Linked DNA regions of Ovis aries: region 2 is linked to region 1. A link is a contact called in public Hi-C data. All regions are on one chromosome and are shown on one strand. The core of a region is the stretch at or near the end of the contact, and the rest is flanking DNA. Distances in the headings are between cores, read along the strand shown. Region 1 overlaps BCOR (BCL6 corepressor). Region 2 overlaps BCOR (BCL6 corepressor).

Region 1 (5,813 bases), core at 1,676-4,175:
CTACCATTGACATTGAGGGGCTTTCTGAGTAGATGGGTGTTGGCGGCTTGGGGAGGCCTCGTCTTGCGTCCCACCTGGTTCCGGCTTAAGAGACCTGAAAGCCGCCGAGCTGGGCTAGATGCTCCTGTAGATAAACTCGGACGCCATGACCCATCCTGGCTGCTTATTTAGCGGTCCCTCCAGCTCATATTTTACCCAGCCGGGGGCAGTGAGTGGGAACCGCGGGGAGAGGGGGCAGAGAACACCAACTCTTCGCTCGCAGACCCTGCAAGGCGGCTTTCGGCCCGAGACGTTTTCTTGGCAGCTTCCCTCCACGGCGGCCGCGGGACTCCGCTGACACGCACCACCCCGCACTCTTTCGCGGACAGCACCCCGGGGCCTGGAGGGATCCGGAAGGCTCCTCCAGCCCCTCGCTCGGGGCCGGAAGGGAGTACGGCCCAGCAGATGGAAACGCGGCGCTGGCCTGTCCCTAGGTACCTCTGGGCCCCCACAAAGTCGGGCACCGAGGTGAGTGGAGCGGGGAAGCTGCCTAGGGAAGGTCAGCCAGGAACAAAACTTGGGGCTAGCGCAGGGAGGGGGATTCCAAGCGGTCTAATCCGCGGCACTTCCCCCACCCCTCCCCGATTCCCCCTCCGGGTCCACTCGGCTCGGCCTTCGCCCTCGATGCGCGCCCCCCCCACCCCCGCATCCCAGAGTCTCCAGCACTTTGGCCACCGCACAGCCCCCAGCCGCGAGTGCGGGGGGTGTGTGGGGGGGTGCTGGGTGGTTTGTGTTGCGAGGCCTGACAGAACCTTCTGTGTGCGGCGCTCGGAGGAGGCTAATGCATAATGCACAGCGCCTGGAAGCCCGGCCATTAGCGGCCTGTCGGTGACACAGACAAACGACTGAGAGGGAGGAGATCTAGCTCGCTCTGGAGTTTAAATATACCAGCGTGGAGGGGAAACGCCATGATTTAAAAGTGTGTGTTTGCAGGCACTCGCATATATTTTAATGATTTCCAGCAGGCCATGCGTCCCAGCCTTGCATCCCCCTCCCCCAAACGGGGATGTGTGCGGGGTGGAGGGGAGGAAAAGGCAGGGGGGGAACGAAGGCAGAATGAGAGGCTTCAACCCGAGACCCACCACTAGCTTTTGAGAGATGAAGGGAAGGTGAGGTTGGTAAACGCAGGGCGGAGAAAGCGAGGCCTAGAGAAGCCACACGACCCAAGGCCATACCCAGATTTTTTTTTTTTTTTAATCTGGCCATCGAGACTTCCACCCGGACTGGACCTTTTCTGCGTTGTACTAGAAAGGCCTGGGGGAAAGAATAAACCCTGCTACCCTGGCTTCCCCCAAAGTGTCCACATTTTTTAATCTTCCCTTTCCACTGACAATCCTGAGACCTCCTTCCTCCCCGTTTAACACACCAGTGTTTTTTAGCAATTAAGGCGAGAAGGGGGTGGGGATAAAGATAAGCCAATTTTTTTTCCGCCATGCAAGTGTGAAAGATAAGATAAGGCTAAGCTGAGGCAAAGCGGCTGCTTACAACCTCCCCTCAGCGATTTTGATCGGTCACTTCTTATCTCGCAAAAATGCTCCTTTCGAAAACTGCATCAAGAAAAGAAAAAGGCTGAAGGAAAGCATTTTCATTTGGAAGTGACATTTAAAACCCACCTCCTCTACACCAGCAACCCCTCCTCATCGGCCGGACTCCCCAGGAAAAGTCGCACCTCGACTACAGGGTTTCAGGCTTTCTCGTAGGGGGGAAGATTACTAGTGTAATTAGGCTGAATAAAACCAGGGATGCGTGATCAGGAATTATCCTGCCTCCAACCCCAAGCTCACAGCCGGGTTTTCCTTCTCTGAGTTCCTGATCGGTGTTTGTGTTTCATCGTCTCGCTGGTGTGTTGAAACTAAACAGGTAGTTATATTTGGGAAGGTCATATAACTATGTCAACACGAAGCGGTTGTTAATGCGAAATAATAAGAAACTCTGCTGATTTTTACAGGCCCCTGTAAAGGAAGAAAAAGGTGTCATGAGCCTCGGAACCTGAGAACCCTCAGCCGAACCGGACTCTCGAGGAGCCTTATAAAATCCTTTTCTTGCACAAAAATCTCACCAAAGGGTTTCCGGAAGACTTTGTTGAGGGAGGTTTCGGTATTGAACTCCAGGCCTGCAGAGCGGCCTGTAAATTTCCCCCAGCCCAGCCGCTGGCCAGATCGCAAACATCAAGGCAGGCGCCCCAGGCCGAGTTGATGAGCCTCTGCGCCCACCTCCGGCTTAGAGCTCCCGAGATCCCACCTCTTCACCCCTCATCCCGGGTTCGCACCTCGGCGCCGGGCGCACACTGAGTCGGCCCCCTCCGGGCGCAACCTAAAGCCCGGGGCTAGCCGCGGCCGGATAGTCCCCGGGGAGTCGAAACCGCCGGGCGGGGAAACCCCTCCTCTCGTCCTTCCCCGAAAAGCCTGGCCGCGACGTAGGCGCCGAGCGAGCGGGCATCCGCTGACAGCCGGGCCTCACGTAAGGCCCACACGCGTCCCATTAGTCAGCCTGAGTTCCCCTCGGGCGAGCCGTCTGGCGCGGCCCCAAGGCCGGGCGCGGGCGGGGAGGGGGGTGCGGGGGCCGCGGCGAGCTGGCAGCGGGGCGGGGGCGCGGGCTCTGCGGGGCCCGGCCGGGCTCGGTTCCGCGTTCCTGGGCCCGCGGGTAAGCTGAGCCGGCGGGGCAGGCCGCTCCCTGGCTGGCGCCGAGGCGCCGAACTGCGCTTCACGTGCCCGCCATATCAGCGGCGGCGGCGGCGAGGAGCGGGGGCAGGGAGGCGCGCCGCAGCTCCCGCGGGGTCTCCGGCCCCCGCCTACCCCGCCCTGCCCGGGTCCGGGTTGGACCACCCCGCAGCCCCCATCCCCGCGCCGGCCGAGATCGGCGCTGCCAGACGCAGAGAGGTTCCTAGGGCGCCGTTCCGAAAGCTGCGCGGCGGCGGCAGCCAGAGGAGGGTGCTCCTCGCGGCCGCCCCGGGAACTTCCCAGCCGCCCCGCCGCCGCCGCCGCAGTCACCGGGACCGGAAGCCCTTGCGCCGCCCCGAGCGGCCTCCGCTGGCCCCCAGGGCTGTTCCAGACGAGGGCTAGTCGCGCGTCACCTTCGATCCCTCCTGGTCTCAGGTGGCCGTCCTCGCCCTGGAGCATCCCCATTTAAACACGGAGAACCCTGCTCGCGGTCCAGCGAGACCTTTCTCTATTACCACCATCAGCGCGGCTCCCCCCGCAGCTGGGACGGGAGGGGCGCGGAGCCGCCACTCTGGCCGGGCAGGAACACCTGCTCCCGGGCCCTGCAGCTGGGCGCGTGGTGCCGGGAGAGGCTGCCTACTGTTGTGTGCAGAGATCGCGGAGGAGAAAATGGGGCTCTGAAGCTCAGGGCCAGGCGCAGCGGCGCCCCGGCCGCCCCCATCTCCCATCCTTTCTGTGCAATCAGGCCCGAAGCTCGGGGACTGGGGTCTTCCTGAGGGTCGAAAGGCCGCCAACCGTGGGATCCGGCTTCTGGCCTTAAGAGGTCGTTCGCAAGACAGATGGGGCAAAACCTGTTTTGGGAGCCATCCCGGTGTCCGCCCCCGCTCTCCAAACCAGACACACTCATCTCCCCTCGGCCCTCACTCTAGCCTCCAGCGGGGGACCAGAGTAGGTCATGGCGGCACTGATACGGGGTTCGGACTTTGGCACTCCGCGTGGAGAGGGCCGATGGACCCTCCCCATCTCCTCCGTGCCCGGGCCCGGAGGAGATCGGGCAGCCGAGATGACCAGCGCCGCTTGCCCTGCCTCACCCCTCCTCCCCCGTCCCGCCCTCCCCGGCGCTCCTGGCCCAGGGCCCGGCCGAGGAAGGCGTTGTTTTGCCAGCGGGAGCCGAGCGAGTGCGCAGAGAAAAGCCTCCCTGCTCTAATGAGAGTGCACACAGCGCTGCGGCGAGGAGGATGATTACCCGGCGGGCGGGGGGGCGCGGGCCCGGGCCGCGGGCGGCGTGTGCGGCGGCCCCGCGGGCCCGGAGTCCCCGCCTGTCTGGCTGCTAATCGCACGCTTTCTGCTGTTACGGAGGCAGGCGGGAGCCGGCGGCCGAGCCCAGCGCCGGCGACTCGGCGGGTGACACGGAAACATGGCGCAGCGCCCCTCCCCCGCCCTCCCTCCCCGCGCTCCCGCCTCCCGCCTCGCACTTCCTCCCGCCCGCGCGGCTTTTGCAGTTCTAATGCTCTGCTGTCCGCCCGGCACCATTACGCTAGCAGCCGCTTCTCGGCCGCCCCGCGCGTCTCTTTCCCCTTTGTTTTCGGGGTCTATAGAAAACGTTTGCTTTTGTCCCGACTTCTCGTTAAACCAAACTTGTGGTGGCAACGGAAGGCGGTGCGGGCAGGGAGGGGCCCGGGGATTTTGGCAGCAGCCGACCAGAGCGTGGTGGAAACTTCTCTCGCTGGGTTCCCCACCACCCCGCCTTCCACCCTCCCCTCTCACACACAGGCCGGTCTGCCTGCCGACGCTTACCCCCTTCTCCCCCGAGAGGCCTCAGCGCTCCAGGAAGGACGTTTGGCGTAATGACCAGGCGTGAAGATCCTAGGGTGCATGTCTGTGGGCCCTGAGTTTGGGGCACTCAGTGACCTCGCTCTTTGAAGCCCTGACTTGCCTTTCCCTCCCTTTGGTCATTCGGGGCTTTGTATCAGCCGGTGGAGAAGGAAGAGGAGGGAAGAGAAGAAAGTGTTTCACGTGTGTAGTTTTTACATTAAGGGTTTGTTGGAATCTCTCATCTCCAACTACGGTGAGAAGGGGGAACGTGGGGCCCATGGGGGAAAGGGCCAGAAACCTAGGCCTGGGAGCTGGATCTTACTTCACTGGTCGGCTCAGCTACAGTCGGTCCGCAAGCAGGGTGGGGGTGGGGGGACCCTGCAGAATGGGGGAAGGACGGGAGGGTCAGATCCCTCGATCCAGGAGACGCCAAACCTCCCTCCTGGGGGCTAGAGCGCAGGTCCCCCCCGGCGCGCTCCCTAGCCCAGAGCGCACGCCGTGGCTCCGCACCGGAGCTGCTCAGGCGGCAATTTTTTAAGCCTGCAATTAAGCGAGGCGTCGCCGTGTCCTCTGCTAGTGTCGATCCTGTCAGTCGCACATGGCCTTGGTGCTCCGGTCCGAGGCCTCGCGATTAGTCACAGGCTCGCTTCGCTCCTTCCCTAATCCGCCTCTGCAGGCAGCCTGGGGACGCGGCCGACTTGGCGGCGCTGGCAGGGAGCCACTGCGCGAGGGGCGGGCTGCCCGGCCAGTACCAGCCCCGCTGCGCCCGAGCCGGCGCGGGTCCCGGGGTGCGGGCTTGGCATTCCCTCCCCGCTTCACAGCCCCCAGGCTGGGGCGACGGCGCCCCTCCTCCTCTCGCCCCACTCCGGGGCCTGCGAGATCTATTTGTGTGGTGTCATTTGCATAAAAATAGGACAAGTGTTTCAGTGCGTTCGAACGCGGGAGGCGAAATCCTTATTGATGTGTCTGTGTGGAGCCCTCGGTTGTCGGAGCGGTTTGATTTAGGGTGTTTGTGTTGCCTTCTGCGAGAAATGAGAGGAAATCCTGCGCAACGCCTTCGGCGGCCCGGGCCCCCAAGAGCATCCCCCTCTGCGCGCCTGGAACGGTCCACCGCCTGGACCCCGGCGCCCCGAGTCCACAGCGAGCAGGTTGAGGGCCAGGCGGGGGACCCATTATGACTCATAAAACCGGGCGGCCTAATCACCAGCTGCCAACCCGTTTACGTGTGGAGCTTCCCAATGCTCCCTTAGTCCGGCCTGGGCCTCCAGCAGGTTCGCCCCGGACGCAGCTAGAGCCACT
Region 2 (5,747 bases), core at 2,927-5,426, 42 kb after region 1:
AGTTCTCTGCGGCTCCCTTCCACTGCCTGCACAATGGACCCAGCATGCCACTCCTACTGGGCCAGAAGAGCCTCTTACTGATCTCCCCTCCACCTCCGAGCTCATCTCTCCAACCTCGAATGAAGCTGAGCGCTTTCTCCAGGCTGTTGGCTCTGCGGCACACTGGCTGTACACACGTACACACACATACACACCACGAGTTGTTCTCGCCCTTCCTGGGGGCCTCCCTTCTCATCTCCCTGCTGGGCACCCTCGAAACCTGACTGCTCAGCCTGAGTGCAGAGCCCTGGCAGAGTGGGGAGCCTGGAAGACCAAGGGGAGGCAGCCAAGGGAGAGAAGGAGAGGGCCCTGCGTGTCTGAGAGAAAAGAAGCCAGCCTGCAGCCACAGCCTGGAGGAGAGGGGGAGTATAAAGGGAAAGCCAACACTAATCCCTCAGCCTACCTACGTGGGGCCTGACAGTTTACAAAAGCCTTTTCCCTGAATATTATCTCATTCGCACTGGGCTATAAGGGAGGGAGGGCAGATAGTGTTACCCCCATTGACAGACGAGAGATGATGCCCACAGAGGTTAAGATAGGTCTGTACCAAGGTTGCAGAGCTAAGAGTCGTGGAGGAGCCCCCAGGCCCGGGGTTTCCTGCTCCCAAGTTCACTTTCCTGTTCAATAGCTCTGTGTGTGTGAGTCTGGGTGACTATCTGTGTGGAGGGGAAGGGGGGGGTGGCTGGACAGGAATGAGCAGTCCAGTGAGGGGAGTCCAGGAAGGAAGGACATAGCCTCATACCTCTTCCTCTGCTCAGGTCTCACCCAGCAGCCTCCTGCTGTTTCCGTAGCAGCCTGTGAGCCGGCCTCCAAAGTGCCTGCCCAGGGGTGAACTGTCCGTGGCTCCAGCAGTGGCTATTCCAGAGGGCTTATATCTTTGGGAGGCCCTGCTCTGCTTGTCTGCTCAGCTCTCCTCTCTGCCTGTCATCCCCACCCCCAGCCTCGGCTGCAGGATGCCTTGCGTCCAACTGTGGTTTCCGGGCAATAAAACAACTATTAAAGTCTCAGGCACGGCTGGTGATTTGCATCACATCCTCTCGTGCATGGATTCAATATTTAATACACAATATTGAATACGGATATTAAAAATCAATAGCTGAGGACCCCTGGGGAGGCGGCACAGTGCGATCCTGCTTCGGGAACACAACCAGCTCCTCTAAAAAGACAGGAACGGCAAGTTCAGCCAAGCTGAGCCCAGCGCCAGGGGAAGTGAGGAGCAGTGGATGCCTCGCAGCTTCCTGATCTACTTAACTGCATCATTCCTAGGTCAGGCTAGAGGGAGGCCAAAGGAACTATGTGCCCTCAGGCTTTACTAGCTGGCGAGGGGGGTGGGGTAGAATTTGTTACCAAGCAAGCTACCAGGTGGATGGAGATGCCCCTTTTGTTGCCATTTGCACTTTGGTTTGGTTTGGTGCAGGCAAGCACTCAACACTTCCCACCATGATGGCTCCTTCCCACCGCCCAGAGGCCCCACAGGGAGCTTCTGGCATAAGCTTTCAGGGAGATGGACCAGAGGATGTCAATGGCTCAGAATATTCTTTGTACAGTAAAAGAAATGTTAATTAGGCTCGGAGTCACAGGGTCTTCTGAGGCACCACCAGTCTTCAAGACAGAAACCCTCAATCACGTGACCTGCCAAAGGGCCTGGTGATGGCCGGCTGGTGACAGGACGAAGACGAGAAGGAGGCAAGATACTAACGCGCTCCTGATCCAGAACAAGAATCCGGTTTGCCTGTTAGCCAGGAGAAGAGGGAGCTCCCCGGGACGCATAATTATCTTTTCAGGCCTGAAGAGGAACATAAATTACTCTCTTCTTTATCAAAACACAGAAATACACTTTCTCCTACATAGCAACAAGGTTCTTGCACACTGGTAGGGAAGGGGTGAAGAAGAATAAACATTTTTGAGAGAAGATTCCTTTTTTATCCAGTACAGAAAGAGAAGAGAAACTAACAGTGGGAGACACACTTAGCTTATCTGATTGGAAGAGCCTGGACGTTTTTTGATGCCAAAGAACTAGGTGAACTTGACCCACTGAAGTGCCATCCTAGATACCAACTTACATCAGTTTTATAGATTCCCTTTTTATTAGAGCTTAAATCAATATGGATGGAGTTGGAAACCTTGCTCTGGTTATAAATAGAAAGGACGCCTCAGGAAAACCCCCAAAGTGGCAATTTGGGTAAAAGTGACAAGGGAAGGAAAGAGGTGTTAGAAAATGACAGTTAATGAGCCAGTGGCCTTGCCTCTTTGTTCCCTAACAGTTGTCAGAGAAACCATCAAAGGGAGGGAACAGGGGCCCTTCTCAGAACCATCACAGGAAAAGCTGACTCGCTTTCTGGCTGCTGCAGATCCCCTCGGTGGTGGCTCACAGACCGGCCCCCTGGGAGTTTGCCTGTGTATATTTATGCATTTCCGGGCTGGGGGTGCACGCACTTTTTACAATGTCAGGCCTGGGCCTGTGAAACCCACCAGCAAAAGTTCTATACGAAGAAAAAGATGTTCTAAGGAAGATGTTGTATATGGAACAACTGCTCCAGCCTAGTCAGCAACATCTTCTTGGTTCCTTCAGCACTACCAAACTCCCTCATTTCTTCCCACCTTGGCTATTGGCCAGGCTCTGGGCTTCCTCTAGACCCACACAGACCTGATGGTTTACAGACCCCACCGTGCGCACGGGGCAGGGACATATGACCAGGGTATAAGCCAGCTGGCCAAGGGGGAAAGGAGGCTCAGCTCCCATGGGGGGAGGACCCAAGGACCCAGGATACAAGCTCAGAACCCACTGAGGATGACACCTCTCCCTTGGACCCACCTGGTACTCCAAATCAAGACAAAAAATGGTGGCCTTGTCCCATATTGGTGGGCTACGCCTAAAGGTGGAGGCAGCCTCTGTGGCATGAAGAACCTACACATTGGGTCCCAAACTTGGAAAGGGTTTGGAGGCAGGAGAGGGGTATCTTCAGGCCTCCCACCTCTCCACCCTTCTGAACATTTTCCTGGAACCCACTGAAGCTGCTAGTGGAGTTGTTCCTGAAGCTCCTCGGGAACTGTCGCTACCTCCTGGTGCACGACTGCAAGGAGAATGGCTTTCTGTCACAGAATCCCTTGGATAGTATTTGCATTCATCAAAACAAGGGGCCTCAGATTCAGGGGCAAAGCCTCACAGTTCCTATACTGACTCTGCTTTCCCTCCCGCACCTCTCAGAAACACACCCCCAAACTACTGGGGTGTACACCGAGCTTGAGGCCAGGGTCAGCGGAGGCACGGCCGCCGCCACCAACAAGTTGCCGGCCAAGATAACAGCTGCGGGAGGGGGAGGGGAGCCGCAAGCAGCCACGACCGAACCGTTGCGATCTAGAAAATTCAACAAGAGGCCGCCGCCAGCGCGGCGGCGGCGGCGGCTCCAATTAGCTGAGCCAACTGGGAAGGCAGAGAGTGAGGCGGCGGCCCCGCCGATCGTGCCCGGGGCGACCAGGCGGGCGGGGGCGCGGGGCCTCGGAGCTGCCCGGGCGGCCCTCGCCCGGCCCCTCCCGCGGGCTCTCGGAGCGCGCCTGGTGTTTACACACTGTCCTTCCGACACGGGATCAAGTTTCAGGCCGCGCTGGAGGCGCCGGGGGCCGGCCACAGGCCCGGGAGAGGGGAAGAACTGGAACGGGATCGAAGGCAGCGCTGCGCGGACCAGAAGGCCCGGCGCGCGTGGGCACAGCTAGTGCCGCGATCCCCTCGGGGGTGGGGCGAAGGGAAGTCTGGCGGGCAGGGTGGACAGGGACAGGTGGGACTGCGGAGAGTTATCCGGAGGGAGAACCATCTCCCAGTCGCTAGAGTGGCGTGGTTTGCTCACTCTGGCCGGAGAACTAAGCCCCGGCGAGGGGCGGGGAGGACTGCCCCAAAGCCGGGCGCCAAGAACGCTTTGAGCGCCCCTCGTTGAGCTCTCCGCTCTTTCCCCCCAGTACCTTTGATACACTACCAGATGGATTCAGACCACTGTGGGGCAGGAAAGGGGCTAGAAGAGGAACGCACTCGCGGAGACCTCGAGCCTCCCCGCGCGCTCTGGCCCCGGGGCTGTCGAGGCCTCGGGCCGAGTGCCGGAGGGCTCGCCGCTCCGCGTCTTCTCTGAGCTGGCAGCGCGCGGGTGCCCCATGCTGTCAGGCGGCGGCGGGTATGCTTCCAGCAGCAGGCACGCTGTAAACAGCTGCGTGCGCGCCCTCCCCGCCCGGGCTGGGAACCTCACCCAAACACCATGTCGCCTTCTCTCGGGCTCCCGGCAGAGGCTGGGGGTGAGGGGGTGGGGAGGAGGCGCAGGGGGTGAAGCTTTTGTAGTCTAGCCGGGAGAACCCGGGCCCCCACCCCACCCCCAGGCCAGCGGGGCCCGGGAGCAAGCGTTCTGAACCTGCAGGGGTGCGGGGTGCTGCGGGGAGGGGAAGGAGTCAGCGCCTGCCCCTCCCCACTGAATGTCTGCTTTGTTCCGGAAAACAAGGGAAGCATTAGGCTGCTGCCCCCGGGGAAACACAAAACTTCTTTTTGAATCTCGGGAAGGGCGGTTGACTGCGCTACGGGGCTCCCGAGACAGACCGAGGAGGGGAAAAGCTGAGAGGGCGGGTGGAGACAGGGAGACTCCGGAGGGAAGACGACGGACAAGTGTGGGGCGGGGAAGACAGCCGCTCAGGGTGACCGGGCGAGAGACCCGGGAACCCGACTCGGCGTGAACGTGCCGCCCGAGTTCCAGCGAGCAGCCGGCCCGGCCAAGTGGCGCCGGCCCAGCCGGCGGCCGTGCCAGCTTCCTGCCCTGCCCAGGACCGCGGAGCAGTCGGGGACGCCGCCGCAGGCTGGCCCGGAATCGCAGGACAGCGGGGTGGGGGCCGCAAAGCTCCCAGTAAACCCCAACCAGAACTTTGTGCATCATATTTGCCCCTCATCCCCACGGTGGGCCCGGATCCCAGACCTGGGGGGCGTCGGCTGTGGGCTTACAGTCTTGGAGAAAGGAGGGGGCAAAGGCCCAGGGAGCTCCCCCGCGCGGGAGGTGGGAGACTGTCTGAGGTGTCTTTGGTCTCATTTGATGACCACTAATCGGATCGACTCCCAGGCCCGCTGTGCCGTTGCGAGGGGGCGGGTCACATCTGCCCAGGCCGGTGCGTGCGGGCGAGAGGACAGAGTGAAAGCAGACCTGGAGCTCTCGCTCTCCAGCTCCGGATCTTCTCCCGACCGCCACTCCTCACTTCGCCCTTCCAGCACCTAAGGAAGGGGAGGGCACCCAGGCTCTGCTCCACCCTCCGCGGGGCGCTCCCCTCCGCCTCGGAAGCTCAGAACTAGAGCGAGGGTTTTCCCCCTTTCCCCTGGGCTCGCAGGGTTTCCAACTTCCTCTAAACCGCCCTCTCCGCTCCGAAAAGCCCCGAGGAGAGGAGCCGAAAGGAAGCACGCCGCTGGTCTGCGAAATGAAGACCATGTGTGAGGACGGCGGCATCAGAGTGGAGCCGCAGCGCAGTTGGGGGGGGGGGTGGCGAAGCCCCCGCGCGGCCGGAGACTCGGGACAGCAGCAGCCAGCGCCTCTGCTCGGCGTTGGGGACGCGGAGCCGCAGTGAAGAACAGCGGAGAGGCTGGGCTGGCCTCGTGGCGGGCAGCAAGGAGGGGGTGCGGGGGCTGCCGCGCCGTGGGGGGCTGGGGGGCGGGGACGCAGCCCAGGCTTCCTGGGCCGCAGCTGCGACCG

What was found. Hi-C and Micro-C count contacts between places; a contact is called where the count stands out from the background.
Region 2: a contact with region 1 is called in a Hi-C map of hypothalamus, with 2.4 times the contacts expected there. The contact joins two enhancer-like sites. A contact is called at or near these places in 11 of 16 Hi-C or Micro-C datasets (blood, hypothalamus, liver and 4 more).

What each region holds. Positions count from the first base shown.
Region 1 is chrX:39,408,721-39,414,533 of ARS-UI_Ramb_v3.0, forward strand. The region is part of intron 1 of BCOR (BCL6 corepressor); the gene reads right to left. Among named protein-coding and RNA genes, the nearest start is that of BCOR, 66 kb to the right of the region's middle. Within about 2 kb of position 2,926, at least 28 of the 54 cell types and tissues checked have an H3K27ac peak or open chromatin away from gene starts, as enhancers often do. A contact at or near this core is called in hypothalamus and liver, where this site is marked.
Region 2 is chrX:39,449,940-39,455,686 of ARS-UI_Ramb_v3.0, forward strand. All of the region lies in intron 1 of BCOR (BCL6 corepressor), which reads right to left. Among named protein-coding and RNA genes, the nearest start is that of BCOR, 25 kb to the right of the region's middle. Within about 2 kb of position 4,177, at least 30 of the 54 cell types and tissues checked have an H3K27ac peak or open chromatin away from gene starts, as enhancers often do. A contact at or near this core is called in hypothalamus and liver, where this site is marked.